2 separate regions of the Mus musculus genome follow, and region 2 is linked to region 1. A link is a contact called in public Hi-C data. All regions are on one chromosome and are shown on one strand. The core of a region is the stretch at or near the end of the contact, and the rest is flanking DNA. Distances in the headings are between cores, read along the strand shown.

Region 1 (6,698 bases), core at 76-2,575:
TGGTGTGCTGTGGGTTCTAACTCCTCAGCTCCTAGCCTACAGTCTCCTTGAACAACTTCCTTCCTGTAACCCGGGAACTTCTCCAGTGTCACAGGTTCAAGTCTTAGGACCCTTTATGGAAGCAGGAGCTTGTGAACTAAATTGCATCACATGTAAATTGTTCAGTCTAGTAGTGGGAAGCCCAGACCTTTGAAGCCAATGCATGGTTGGTATTGCCAATACAACTTCTCTGGGCTTCCTCCTCTCCTGCTGTTAATTGCAGTAAATGGGGTGCCATCCTCATGGGAGATGTCCTGAGGACTGAAAAAAACATTTTCTCAAAGGCCAGCTACTTAGTAGGTACCCAGACTCAGGTGTTCAAACCACTGTTCTGGGCTCTGGTGCCACAAATTTCAAGCTGGCCAGGTAGTGATTTTGTATACCTTACACCCACAGAGTAGGTGGAACTCTGTGAGCTTGAGGCCAGCCTGTTCTACAGCGCTAGTTCTAGGACAGCCAAAGCCACATAAAACCCTGTCTCAAAAAGAAAAGAACAAAAACCCAGGTTTTATTACACATGCATTTTTCTTATGGGGCTGAAGGGATGCTTACAGCAAACCCATGTAGAAAAAAAGGAGCCAGAGGTAGAGGAAGTCCAAATAACTTGCCTGGGCAGGCCGACCTGGGAAGATGAGGAAGAGGAAATAGGCTTTGATCCATCCCAGCCTTATTTAGAGAAAGGAGAGGTGTCATTGACTTTTAAAGGTCCTCATGCTGAGTGCTCCAGCGCAGAGCCCACCCACGTGTACTCTCGAACGTTCGGGGTGGGCACTGAGTTCACCCGATTAACAGGTGCTGAACCTGGGTACATATGCTCATTAGTCCCTGGATCTAAGCCCAAGCTAGACGTGTCCAAGAGGCACATCGGAAGGGCCAGACGCCTACTCTGACACGTGGTAAGGGAGTCGGTCACTGCGGGGAGGACGTGAAGCATGCTAGGCTGGGGAAGGGCACAGGCTGTACAGCCTGTGGCTTGAGGTAGATGGAGTGAGCCCGGCTGGAAGTGGTTGCCCAAGGGTGGTTCCGGCCGAGCTCAACGCCTTCTGCGTTTCCGCGGGGCTGTCCAGGCGTGCAGATGGGGAAACTGAAGACAAAACAGCGCTGGGAAGACTGGCCGCGAGACATTCAGTCTCTTAAGACCAGGCTCATCGTGGACACGACAGCACAGTCCGTGGGTCCAATCGTAGCTTCTCTTGGGGGCGGGACGCGTCGTGGCCACGCCCCTTCGGGCGGGGCTTCCCGTTGCCGCGGGGCCGTTGATTTCAGGGCGGAACGTTCGCGCGGGCAGTGCGCGCGCGCGGGGGGAAGGCCTTGAGAGAGCGCTGCGGATTCGGCTGGGCAGGCTCGGCGTGGTGCACGCGCAGCGCCATCCGGCGCAGCGCCCGGCGGCTCCACCCAGCCGAAGGGGCGCGACCCGGGTGGGAGGCGGCGAGAGCGCGAGCGACACTGGTGTCTCCGTGGCACGGCAGGTGAGGCGGCGGGTCGGGGCTGGGTGCCAGCGCCTCGCGTCTCCCCAGCCCTCAAAACCCGCCTAGGGTGCCCAGGACCCTAGTGCCCTCTGATGCGCTGGGGACCCTGCCTCCGACATCCCCTGGGCTGCCTGGGTCCGCGGCCACCTGTGGACCTGATTACCTTCCACACCTAGAAAACCTCACCATCCTCCAGATTTCCCTCAGACTCAGCACACAGACCTCGGCGGCTTCAGGGCCCGAGACCGTTATATCTTCTCCAGAAGTCCAACAGATCCCCTCTGGTCCAACTCCAAAGCTTCGGGTCTCCAGGCCCATAGACTCCCATCCTTTCTTGGGTGGAGAGGCCTTCAGACCCACCTATCCCTAGAGACCTTCCTTCCTAGGATCTCCTGCCTCCTGCTCTCTATCTTGAGGTCCACAGAGCTTTTCAGCTTCTACTAGAGTGTTCTTGAGGTTTGTGAATTGTAAATAGGGATAAAAGTAGCACCATCTGATAGGTCAACAGAGGACCACGCATAACCAAAGAGGAGGTGGGATGTGGGGCTTCGCATGTGCGTTTGTTTTCACCGTGCAGTGGAGGCTGGTGTGGGACCGACTCATTGTGGAGAATGGCAGCGCTGGGAGTAACGGGAGTTGGGCAGTCAAAGCTCTTTTAGATTGTGCCCTCAATGTGTGGTAGTTTCTGTTACCACACACAGCCCACCAAAACCAGTCCAGGAAAGTAAAGCTTGATTACAGTGGTCTAATTGATGGGACGAAGGTAAACTAAAGGTCCATCTTTCTGGGATCCTGATTTAAGGGTGGCTGTCTTCCCTGAGGTGGAGGTTTGGGGCCAAATGGTACACATCTTATCATTTTCAGTCCTGGAAATCTCTAGAACAAGGATTATCCTTTCCTCGGGCTATTGTCATTGATAAACAGTCCTTGACTTGCTTGCTACACCGGCAGTCTGGTACCCTGAGGTAAAGCCCCAAGAAAGAACATGGCCTGATGATTGTGAAAGGCAAGGGCCAGGCATTTTTAAAGAGGGAGTGGATACCCTCTGCGGCCCAGTGCTGGGTGCTGGAGGCAGATGACACAGCTCCAGCTGGTAAGGGTTGGGAGGTGGGGATTAGCCAAGTTGGTGGTACTTAAGAGTGCCTTCAAGGCAGCTGGGGCTTGGGGGTTCTAGAGAGTAGCTGGGGTGAGGGAAGGGGATGCAAGAGGTAACAGGGAAGCAGACTCTTAAAGGTTGAGGAGTTCTGAGGATCACACCCAGGCCTTATGTTCACAGGTCAGACTGACTGGTGACTGAGCCATGTCCCTAGTCCTGGCTTACATATTTTTTCCAGTGGTCACTTTAGCTGTGGTGGAGCGACTTTTTTTTGTAGGCCAAAAGACCACAAAAGGTAGGAATGACTTGGACCCAGGCCGTGTGGTTCAGTAGCTCTCTAGAGCTTGACTGAGCTGAAAGCCCAGGCTTCGAGCTTGGGGCACTGACACGGGAACTTTTTTTAGGTGAGATTTTTATCTGTTTGCTTATAGGTGGTACTCACCTTAGCGCCTCACCAGGGTGTCTGCTATCCAAGTATAAGACACACTGCTTCCGGTAGGGGGAAGAGGGACTGAAGTCAGCGGGGGAGTCCTGAAGGAAAGGGGAAGGTACTGAAGGAGACGAGTTCGGATGTGTACCTGGAGGGGTTGAAGCTGCAAGCAGGAGGTGTCGATGTCCAGACAGGTGAGCACTGGAAGGTGTGACATGCACTACTGTAGGCAGTGAACTAGGGATTATAAGGAATAATGGATGAAGCCGGATTTGGGAGAAGGAGAGGGAAATGGAGATAGCCTAGTGCAGGAGGGCTTTCTGTGGCTACCACAGCCACACGTGACTGATAGGTACTTAGAATATACCTACAGTGGCAGGACTGGCATTTAATGGGTTAAATCTAGGGGTCCTGGGAAGCATGTAGGCTTCTCTGATATTATCCCATGGAATGCCTCTGGCCACCTGGCTTGGACACACTCTTCCTTTTTCACGTGTGAGGAACAGTCTCAGGGTGAGCCACGCAAGGCTGTAAGCAGCACAGCAAACTGTTGTTGGCTGGGCCCTTCTGGGTTGTGTACCTGTCTTTCCTCCCCAGCCTTCTGCCTGGAGACATGGCCATACCTCTTGTTTAGCTCTCCTTATCAATTCTGCTAAAGTTACTGTGTTCTGCAGGCAGCTGTGTGACAGAGCTGTCGGGGTTGGCTGTGTGTGTGTATCTGTGTCCATCTGTCTGTCTGTCCATGTTCTGGGCTTTCTGATGGTGTGTTTCTGGAGAATGGCAGAAGTCCCACAGGCAAAACGTAGCAGCCAACCTTGGGGCCCAGGATGACCTAGGAGCGTGACAGGGAGGCCTGGGGCTGCAGGGCGTAGGTAGGCCTGAGCTGAGAGTGAAAGGAATCGGGGTAAGCCAGAAGTGAGTTAGAGCCAGAAGTGGGAAGATGCTGGCCAAATTACTGGAGTCTCAGCTTTCACCTCAAAGAAATGAAGCCATTTGTCATTATAGAAACCCTAGATCCCTCCAGCTCTAAAGTTTTGTAGTGGTTTTTTTGTTTTTGTTTTGTTTTTAAGATTTATTTACTTATATGAGTACACTGTAGCTGTCTTCAGACACACCAGAAGTGCTCATCAAATGGTTATGAGCAACCATATGGTTGCTGGGATTTGAACTCAAGGACCTTTGGAAGAGCAGTAAGTGTTCTTAACCCCTGAGCCATATCTCTAGCCCAAGTTTTGTAGTTTTTCTATAGAGCATCTCTTCTGCATCTTCTGGGTTTGGGGGTGGGGGTTCACTTGGGCTCAGGTTGGGGTGTTTTTTGTTTTTTTTTTTTTAACCTCCACTGACTTATAAAGTGATGTAAAGACCTGCCTTACAGGACTTGTCCCCCCTGATGGGCAGACTGAAACAGTGCCGTGGGTGTCAGGTTTCTGGAAAAGCTTCCTATGTGTCCCTTGGCATCCCTGCACACTGGTGGTAGAACAGGGGCAGGACTGCAGCGTGGTGGTGGCTGCCTCTAGAGCTGACTGAGTTGGCACTGAGAGCTGTTGGCACTTGACTGAGAGTGTGCATGCAGAGTGCTTTGTGTGATTTTCCCTAAAAGCAGCAATTTTAATTCTTTTGGGATAGAATCTCATGCGCCCAGGCTAGCCTTAAAATTCTACATAGCTAAGTTTCACTGAACTTCTAATCCTCCTGCCTCTATCTCCAAAAATCTGGGATTGCAGATGTGTGCTTTCATGAGTAGTGCTATACTTTGAAGGAACTATGGTCTTAACTGTTTCAGTTGTGCTTGTGGGGTTTGCTTTTTCTTTTTTAGAATGTGTATTATAGCCATCATCATCGTCAAAGTCATCCTGTGTATGATATGTGTGAATGTATGTAGCACACAGTATGTGCAGAGGTCAGTGGACAACTCTGTGCAGCACAAGAACTAGGACCTAAGTTTGAATCCCCAACACCCTCTTAAAAACTGTGTATGGCTATGGAGGCCCCTACACCTTTGTAGGGGGCAGAGACTGGGAGAGCCCTGGGACTTGATGGTCAGAGAGAGCCCCTGTCTAATTAGGAAGGTGGCAAAGGGTCCTTTTCTCCTGTCCCATCTGACTGACTGCAGGTGTGTTCAAAGCCTGCATTTGGTTAGTGAGGTGCTGGGGATGGAACACAGGGCATTGTGCATGCTAGGCAAACTACTGCTCACCTACATCTCCTGCCATCTGCCGGTGTGTCCTCAGGGTCCTGCTGCCCACTTGCTTTGTAAGAGTGATGCCTGCCCCTCCTGCTGGGAGAAGGAAGTGGGTTTTGAGTTTCTGTTCACTTTTCCTTCAGTGGGATTGAGCTGCAGCCCGTGACTCTACATCTTCTTGCAGGATTTTTATGTATGAGGTGTTGGGAGCAAGGGCTTTGAGCCTGCTGGGGAAGCCTTGTGCCACAGAGCTGTGACTTCCCCTCTCCTGCATCTTTGTACTCAAAGCCTGTACTTTGGTGTAGCACTAGCTGGCCTTGAACTCTCAGAGATCCATTCCTCTGTCTCTCAAGTGCTGGGATTAAAGGTGTGTGCTCCCATGCCTGGCAGAAGTTGAGTTTTTGAAAAGCATAATTTCCCACAGATTTGGATCCTGTTCATTCTGCTTGCTCACTTTTAATAACCAGCCCCTCCTCCCTTCTTTATGACTGCCTTCATGACTCTGACTTGTTCTCACTCCTCTGGCCTTTGTAGCAGTGAAGAACCTTGGTGGTAGCCAGCCTTTTAGACAAGGGCCGCTTACATAGCTTGGGCTAGGCCTGGCTCAGCAAAGCTCCTCCAGCCTCACTGGGTGACACATACAAGTGTTCTTAGACCTGAGTGGCTCAAGCAACCTTGTTCCTCAGGTGGGTGACATTCTCCCAGGAGGCTGGGCCTGCTTTGCTGTCTAGTGCTTGTCAAACTTTGATTTGTATCCCATTTGTTGGTGTGCCAGTGGCCAAAAATGTCCCAGGGCTAAGACTGGAGGCTGTGTGCAGGGTGTGGGTGTCTGGAGTTGGATGGCATTGTCAGTGACCTACTGTGTCGGCTCGAAAGTGGAGGCCTCACAGCTTTATGAAGATAACCAGTTCCTCTTCTGTACTCTGCTACTTTTAGACTCTGGTGAACATGAAATGTTTTTAAAATTTGTATATTTTAATGTACGTGTATGTCATTGTGGGAGTGTATGCATGTGAGTGCAGGTGCCTGTGGAAGCCAGAGGCATTAAGACCCCCTGGAGCTGGAGGTGGTCGTGAGCCAGCAGGCCTGGGTGTTGGGAACGAAAGTCAGGACCCTTACAAGAGCAGTGCGTGCTCTTAACCACTGAGCCGTCCGTCTCTCCAGCCTTCTGATGAACGCGTACTTAGTGGTGGATGTCAAGGGATTACAAAAAAATGAAGGCAGTGTAGTTACTGCAGAGCTCATTCATAATAGAGTTATGATTTCTTATTCTAGGCACAAAACACTCAGCTAAGACTCTGTTGAAGGTTTTAGATAAAAAAGACAGTAACTGCTTTGAGATCTGCTTTTGGCTTGAGTTTACATTTAGAAAACACTGGTAGGTTTTTATAAAATAATGTGTTGCTATGATGACTTGGTTTTGAGTCTGCAAACTGGTGACGACACGGTCACCTAGGAAACAGAAAGCTGCAGCATCTGAGA
Region 2 (6,376 bases), core at 1,422-3,921, 200 kb after region 1:
GACTCTGGTTGCAGGTGGCGGGCCCTGTAAGCAGCAGTGCCGTGACACTGGGGACGAGGTGATCTGCTCTTGCTTTGTGGGCTACCAGCTGCAGTCGGATGGTGTCTCCTGCGAAGGTAACATCTGAGAGCTAGCCCCTGTGCTTCGGAGCCTCTGCTGAGCAGGCCTGCGTGGCACAACCTTTGTTCCATTCCTGGAACACAGCTGGGACCTGCGTGCTGCCTGGACAAGGCTGTCTTCTAGAAGACTATAGATACAGTGTGGGCAAAGGGCTGCATTGGGGTTCACCTGGGTTCAGGATCTGCCGTGAGGCCTTGGGTAGATCTTTCTTTCTGCCTTTCCCGTTGTCTAAGAGATGGGGATGATGCATGCGACCTCCTTTGTGGGAGTCTTGTAGACGCCATGATTCTAGGGTCTGGCCCTTACTCAAAGAGATCTGAAACTTAACAGAGCTTGATTTGGTGTCTGCCCCTCTCCAGATGTGCCCACAGCAAGACTCAGCTCAGTTTGATTGGGCAACTTGATGAATGCAGGAAGCCAGATCCACCATGGCTTCTGGGACATTCCTTCTGCTCAAGCTTAAGGCTTGGTTGTTCTTGCTGGTTACTTCTGCATCGCCTTAATCTCTCTAGATATCAATGAATGCATCACAGGCAGCCATAACTGCCGGCTGGGAGAATCCTGCATCAATACAGTGGGCTCTTTCCGCTGCCAGCGGGACAGCAGCTGTGGGACTGGCTATGAGCTCACAGAGGATAATAACTGCAAAGGTACAGCTCACATCCAAACCTAAAACTCACCCCTTCCCCAGCTGTGGGTATGGCCTAGAGGGAAGGGCCCATTGGGCTCTGTGGTGCTGCCCCCATGTGGCTGCCTCAGGTACTGCAAGAAGGAGGAGGGTCCACCTCCTTGCAAAGTACACAAGGGCAAATGAAGGAAGGTCTGTGATGAGCAGGTTTACTTCAATATGATGCTGAGTTAGTGACACTAGCCCATTTGATTTAGAAAGCTCGGAGCCTGATCTTTGACAAACAAGTCCAGGGTCCTCGTTTGTGTTTCCGTACAAACAGAACCAACCCAGATGAAGTTGAAGATGCTTGCTAGCGCAGGTCTTGTGTAAAAATGTTGATCATTGAATTATACGGGGTGACCCAAGAGCCAGATGCCTTCTCTTGGCAGCCAAGCCCTTGAGCAATCCCGCTGCCCCACCCTGCACTGCTGCCTGCCTGAGCCTCTGGACTCCAGAGCCTGGGAGCCAGGCCAGCTGAGTAGATACACTTGAACCTTTGACAGCCGTGAACTTCGAGACAGGGCAATCTATCTTGTCCTATCTTGATGTAACTATTGTTAATATTTGGACTATTATGAAGACCTCGAGATAAAAAGAATTAAAAGTCTGTGTTTATTGTCGCTAAGATAATTGCTGTATGATCTAATCCAAACATACACTTCTCAATGAATGATATACCTGCCAGGAAAATGCCTAAGCGATTTGTTAAATAGCAAAAAGCTTGCCTCATAAGTCAGGGAGGAGGAGTGTTTTTTTAAGAGTGTTTTTTTAAGACTTTAGCAATTTTTACACAGTTTGGCTCACCGTGGGCCTTTTCGTAACACCCTCTCTGTTGAAATATTTTGGGGTTATAGTCTGAGAAATGAGCCTTTTTTTTTAAAGTACTTTCTTGTGATATTAAAGTATTGTGACACTCTTCTGGCTGGACTCTTGCTAACAATCTCCTTTTTTTACGATGCACCAGATATTGACGAATGTGAGACTGGTATTCATAACTGCCCCCCCGATTTTATCTGTCAGAATACTCTGGGATCCTTCCGTTGCAGACCGAAGCTGCAGTGCAAGAGCGGCTTCATACAGGATGCTCTAGGCAACTGCATTGGTAAGACACGCGCCGCCGTGAGCGGGGTTAGTGCGAGCATGCGACAGTCAGCCCAGATCAGGGCTGGTAAACTTCCTTCATGGGCAAAAAGCAAATGTCATAGGCATTGTGAACCATGTGGCCACAGTGACTCATCCTGGCCAGGTACAGTCTAAAGGGCACAGCGTGTAGACCCAGGTGGTGGGGCTGTGTCTCAATAAAACTTTATTTATAAAACTACTGGCGATCAGGGTTAGGTCTAAGGCCGGGTCTAAGGGTCTAATCCCTGTGCTTTGGGTGAAGGGGTTTCAGACTCAGAGACTATTAGATTCGAACTTGTGCCAAGGTTCATTTCCTTCGTTGGAGCCTCAGGTGTTTCCCCTTAAGATGGGCGTGACTGTAGCATCTAGCTGAGAGGCTGAGAACAAGGACCTCGGCGGTTGCTTGTGATAGGATGGGTACATGAGAAGCATCCTTTGACGTGTGGTTGCTCCCAGCCACAGCCACTTAGACCTTCGGAAATTGTTTCACAGAAAAATGGTTCACTTCGTAGAGACAGACTAGAGTGGCGTTCGGTGGAGACAGTTTCAATCTGGAAAAGGATAAGACTCAAAGATGTGTGGGTTGAGAGCCGAGTGAACCAGTGTATAAAGGAGCCATGAGCTCAGTGTGATCATAAGAGTCCAGAGAAAGGCTGCTCAGATAGGAGGGCTACCTGCCTCTCTCTTCTGTTGTCTTTGTGCTGCGCAGGGGCACCGCCTAGCTGTTAGCATTTGAAGTCTTATCTGCTTTGTAGGCAGGAACTTCTAAACCTTTGCTTTGAGGTCAGAGTCCCTTCTTCTAAACAGCTGCAGGTCTGCTGGCTGCAACCCCTCTCCTTTCAAAGGGAAAACACTAGACACTGCTGTGCAAGTTCCTCTCTTATCTCTCCCCAGACCCTTACTTAGCGTTGCCTCTGTCTTTTCTTTGAGACGGGATTGAAAGTTCACTTCCCCTGTCCCTGTCTTACTGCTCCCAGGTAGAACCTTTTAGGCCAGGAGTTTCACCCAAGCCCCTCCCCATCCAGCCTGGGTCTTAGCTAGTGGAGCAGTGTCTGAGCTATGAGTTGGCCCTTTCCCAGCCTCCTGAAATCAGACTGTCATTGCTACACACTCATGCAGTAAGCAGGGTGGCTGTGACACCCCCTGGAGCAGGGAGGAAAGGGGGCCCTGCTGAGACTTGCAGCCTCCTCAGGGAGCTCAAACAGCTGAGGATGGAAACCCTGACTCATGGCAGGACCGGCCCTGCTCGCCTCTGTGAGAAAACCTTTGCAGGTCTCGGCATGCCCCAGGTTTCCCTCCACAGAGTGCAAGGCTTCGAGAGCCATCCCTCTGCACTCTCAACCCCCACCAGATCAGATAGAAGCCCTGGGAGAGTCCAGGATATTGGTCAGATCCCAGCCTAATGGCATATACATCTTTTGTCACCTCTGTGTAGGACCACAGTGACATCAAGGACTAGAGATGTTCAGTGCAGAGGCCCCCTAACTTGACATGGGGAGAGGTCCCCCTTTGTACTTACTGGTCACAGCCAAGTTAATTTCTTCTAGAAGTAACTTCTTTTATGGTAAAAAAAAAAAAAAAAAAAAAAAGAAGCCACACATATCTGATTATAGATGAGGAAAACCTGGGACAAAAAATAACGCCCAGCCTGCTCAGCCAGCCTCTAGATGAGCGGGGCCGCCCTTCTGGGCATTGCTCTCTTAGTTTGTTTTTTCATGGAAACAGGACCGGACTGTTCTACCACTTGGTTTTTCCCTCTTGACAATGCGTTTAGAATTCGTTCTGTGTCAGCATTTTTATTCCTGTCTAAAATAATAACATCATCAGCAGAAAGAGCTATCAGGAGACAGACAGCGTAAGGAGAGAAGAGAAGAGCCAGGTACCATGGAGCGCCCCTGTCATCCCTGCAGAGGTTGAGGGAGGAGGGATACAATGAGTTGAAGGCTAGCCTGGGCTCTATAGGAATTAAAGTCCAGCCTGGGCTACAGGTTGAGACCCAGTTTCAGAAATCCAAACAATATAAAACCCAAAGATGGGGGCCATCCAGGAGAGAGCTGCAGGCTGTCTTTTCTCCTCTCTATGTATCCAGGGCCTACACCCTACACACTTCTACCCATTTTTCCTTGATCTCCATCTATGGTGGGTGTCTTAGTTAGGATTTCTATTCCTGCACAAACATCGTGACCAAGAAGCAAGTTGGGGAGGAAAGGGTTTATTTGGCTTACACTTCCACATTGCTGTTGATCACCAAAGGATGCAGGACTGGAACTCAAGCAGGTCAGGAAGCAGGAGCTGATGCAGAGGCCATGGAGGGATGTTACTTACTGGCTTGCTTCCCCTGGCTTGCTCAGCTTGCTTTCTTATAGAACCCAAGATTATATATACCAGCCCAGGGATGGCACCACCCACAAGGGGCCCTCCCACCCTTGATCACTAACTGAGAAAATACCCCATATCTGGATCTCATGGAGGCATTTCCTCAAGGGAGGCTCCTTTCTCTGTGATAACTCCAGCTTGTGTCATGTTGACACAAAACTAGCCAGTACAGTGGGAGACAGTGACCCCAGAATCTGCCGTCCCCAAACTCCACTGCATTCCCATCCCGGTGCAAGGAAGGATGAACCCTGCCCTGTCAGACTAGCACAGAAGATAAGAGGCTGGGCTGAGAAAGCTGAGGCCTTCTTCATACAAAATGTAAATTTTTTTAGAACTTTGATGCTGATTCCTCAACACTGTGAGGAAGTCTTTTCCGGGTTTTCTTTTCCTTCACTCTCTACCTCATGTTCCCTTTCTTCCTTCATTCCCTGGTGAAGAGGAGGGAAGGGATCAAGGGCACTGTTTCCCACACACTAGCCCACAGGTGTGCTTCCCACATGCTGGCCCACAGGTGTGCTTCCCACATGCTGGCTCACAGGTGTGCTTCCCACATGCTGGCCCACAGGTGTGCTTCCCACATGCTGGCCCACAGGTGTGCTTCCCACATGCTGGCCCACAGGTGTGCTTCCCACATGCTGGCCCACAGGTGTGCTTCCCACATGCTGGCCCACAGGTGCCAGGTTCTTTAAGGATCCTGAGGCCATTAAGGGCCCTAGTTGGTCTTAGAAGTGCTTTGTAAGACAAAGTGAGCTGAGAGTGACAGCCGGAGAGCCTGCACTTGTGCCATGGGGATCCCATGAGGGAAAGCATGTAGTGCGTCCCCAAACCTGCCTCTAGCCTCCTATCTATTCATCTTTTGTTGATCCACTTTCAATTTCATTCATTCATCATCTGACTTTCCTGGAGTCGAGATGAGGGACTCTCTTTCCCCACACAGTCTCAAGGAATACCAGTGTTTGGATCCTGTCTTAGTCAGGGTTTCTATTCCTGCACAAACATCGTGACCAAGAAGCAAGTTGGGGAGGAAAGAGTCTATTCAGCTTACACTTCCATAGTGCTGTTCATCACCAAAGAAAGTCAGGACTGGAACTCAAGCAGGTCAGGAAGCAGGAGCTGATGCAGAGGCCATGGAGGGATGTTACTTACTGGCTTGCTTCCCCTGGCTTGCTTAGCTTGCTTTCTTATAGACCCCAAGACTACCAGCCCAGGGATGGCACCACCCACAATGGGCCCTCCCACCCTTGATCACTAATTGGGAAAATGCCTTACAACTGGATCTCATGGAGGCATTTCCTCAAGGGAGGCTCCTTTTCTCCGTGATAACTCCAGCTTGTCAATTTGACACACAAAACCAGCCAGTACGGATACAGTTTGGGAAATCACATCAGATGTGAGCACTCAAGGCTGAGGGGGTCACTCTCCACCGACAACAGACAGGAGTTGCCGGGTTTTGCATAAAGGAATAGATAATGCCCATCAACTTTCAGGCCATCTGGTTTCTATCGTAATCATCAGACTCCCGTAATGGTAATGCCCAAAACAGCTGTAGGCCACAAGTGAGACAGCAGGACTGGCTGACTGACAATAAAACTTTATTTACAAGAATAAGCAGTGGGCCAGATTTGGCTAGAGGGATCTTGAGGAAGGCGACTGGGCTGTTTTGCCTTCTTCACCCTTGTGAGCCTGAGGTGTTGCTTGCTCTCTCCAGATCCTGGGTTCCTAGTGTCACACATAGACAGTAATACAGCCTCTGCCACCAGCAGGCTGCCTGTTGCAGCCCTTCCTGCTGTCCCCAGCTCCAGTGTGCCTTGTGCGTGTGACTTTAGGAAGATCCTGATGTTGACTTTCTGAGACGTAGGTCTTTTTGGCTATGCCTTAGGAAGAGGTTTGGTTTTGGCGTAGAGTTGGAGCATAAAGAGCCAACAGATGTGCAGCCCAGTGTTCCTTGGTACTGGTACATGTTTGCATGTGTCCATCAATGGTAAATGGCCAGTGGTCCCTGTACTAGAGTTTGTGTCCTCGCAAGGTCGGAAACCCGTATGGGAGTTCTGAGTGGCCTGAGTCAGATGGATAGGGATACAGGAAGGA

What was found. A called contact is a pair of places that touch in the nucleus more often than the background predicts.
Region 2: a Hi-C map of CD8 T cells shows a contact between it and region 1, with 1.7 times the contacts expected there. The contact joins the enhancer-like site here to the promoter of Fam118a in region 1. A contact is called at or near these places in 2 of 484 Hi-C or Micro-C datasets (CD8 T cells and uterus), 1 of 115 datasets of contacts at active chromatin or transcription factors (memory CD8 T cells) and 2 of 9 other capture datasets (adipose tissue and pancreatic islet).

What each region holds. Positions count from the first base shown.
Region 1 is chr15:85,035,737-85,042,434 of GRCm38.p6, forward strand. It overlaps Fam118a (family with sequence similarity 118, member A), which reads left to right and starts at 1,326. Exons shown (of 9, transcript NM_133750.4): 1 at 1,326-1,508.
Region 2 is chr15:85,230,785-85,237,160 of GRCm38.p6, forward strand. Fbln1 (fibulin 1) reads left to right here. Exons shown (of 17, transcript NM_010180.2): 6 at 15-116; 7 at 633-770; 8 at 1,755-1,892. Among named protein-coding and RNA genes, the nearest start is that of Fbln1, 28 kb to the left of the region's middle. Within about 2 kb of position 2,672, at least 84 of the 459 cell types and tissues checked have an H3K27ac peak or open chromatin away from gene starts, as enhancers often do. A contact at or near this core is called in CD8 T cells, adipose tissue and uterus, where this site is marked.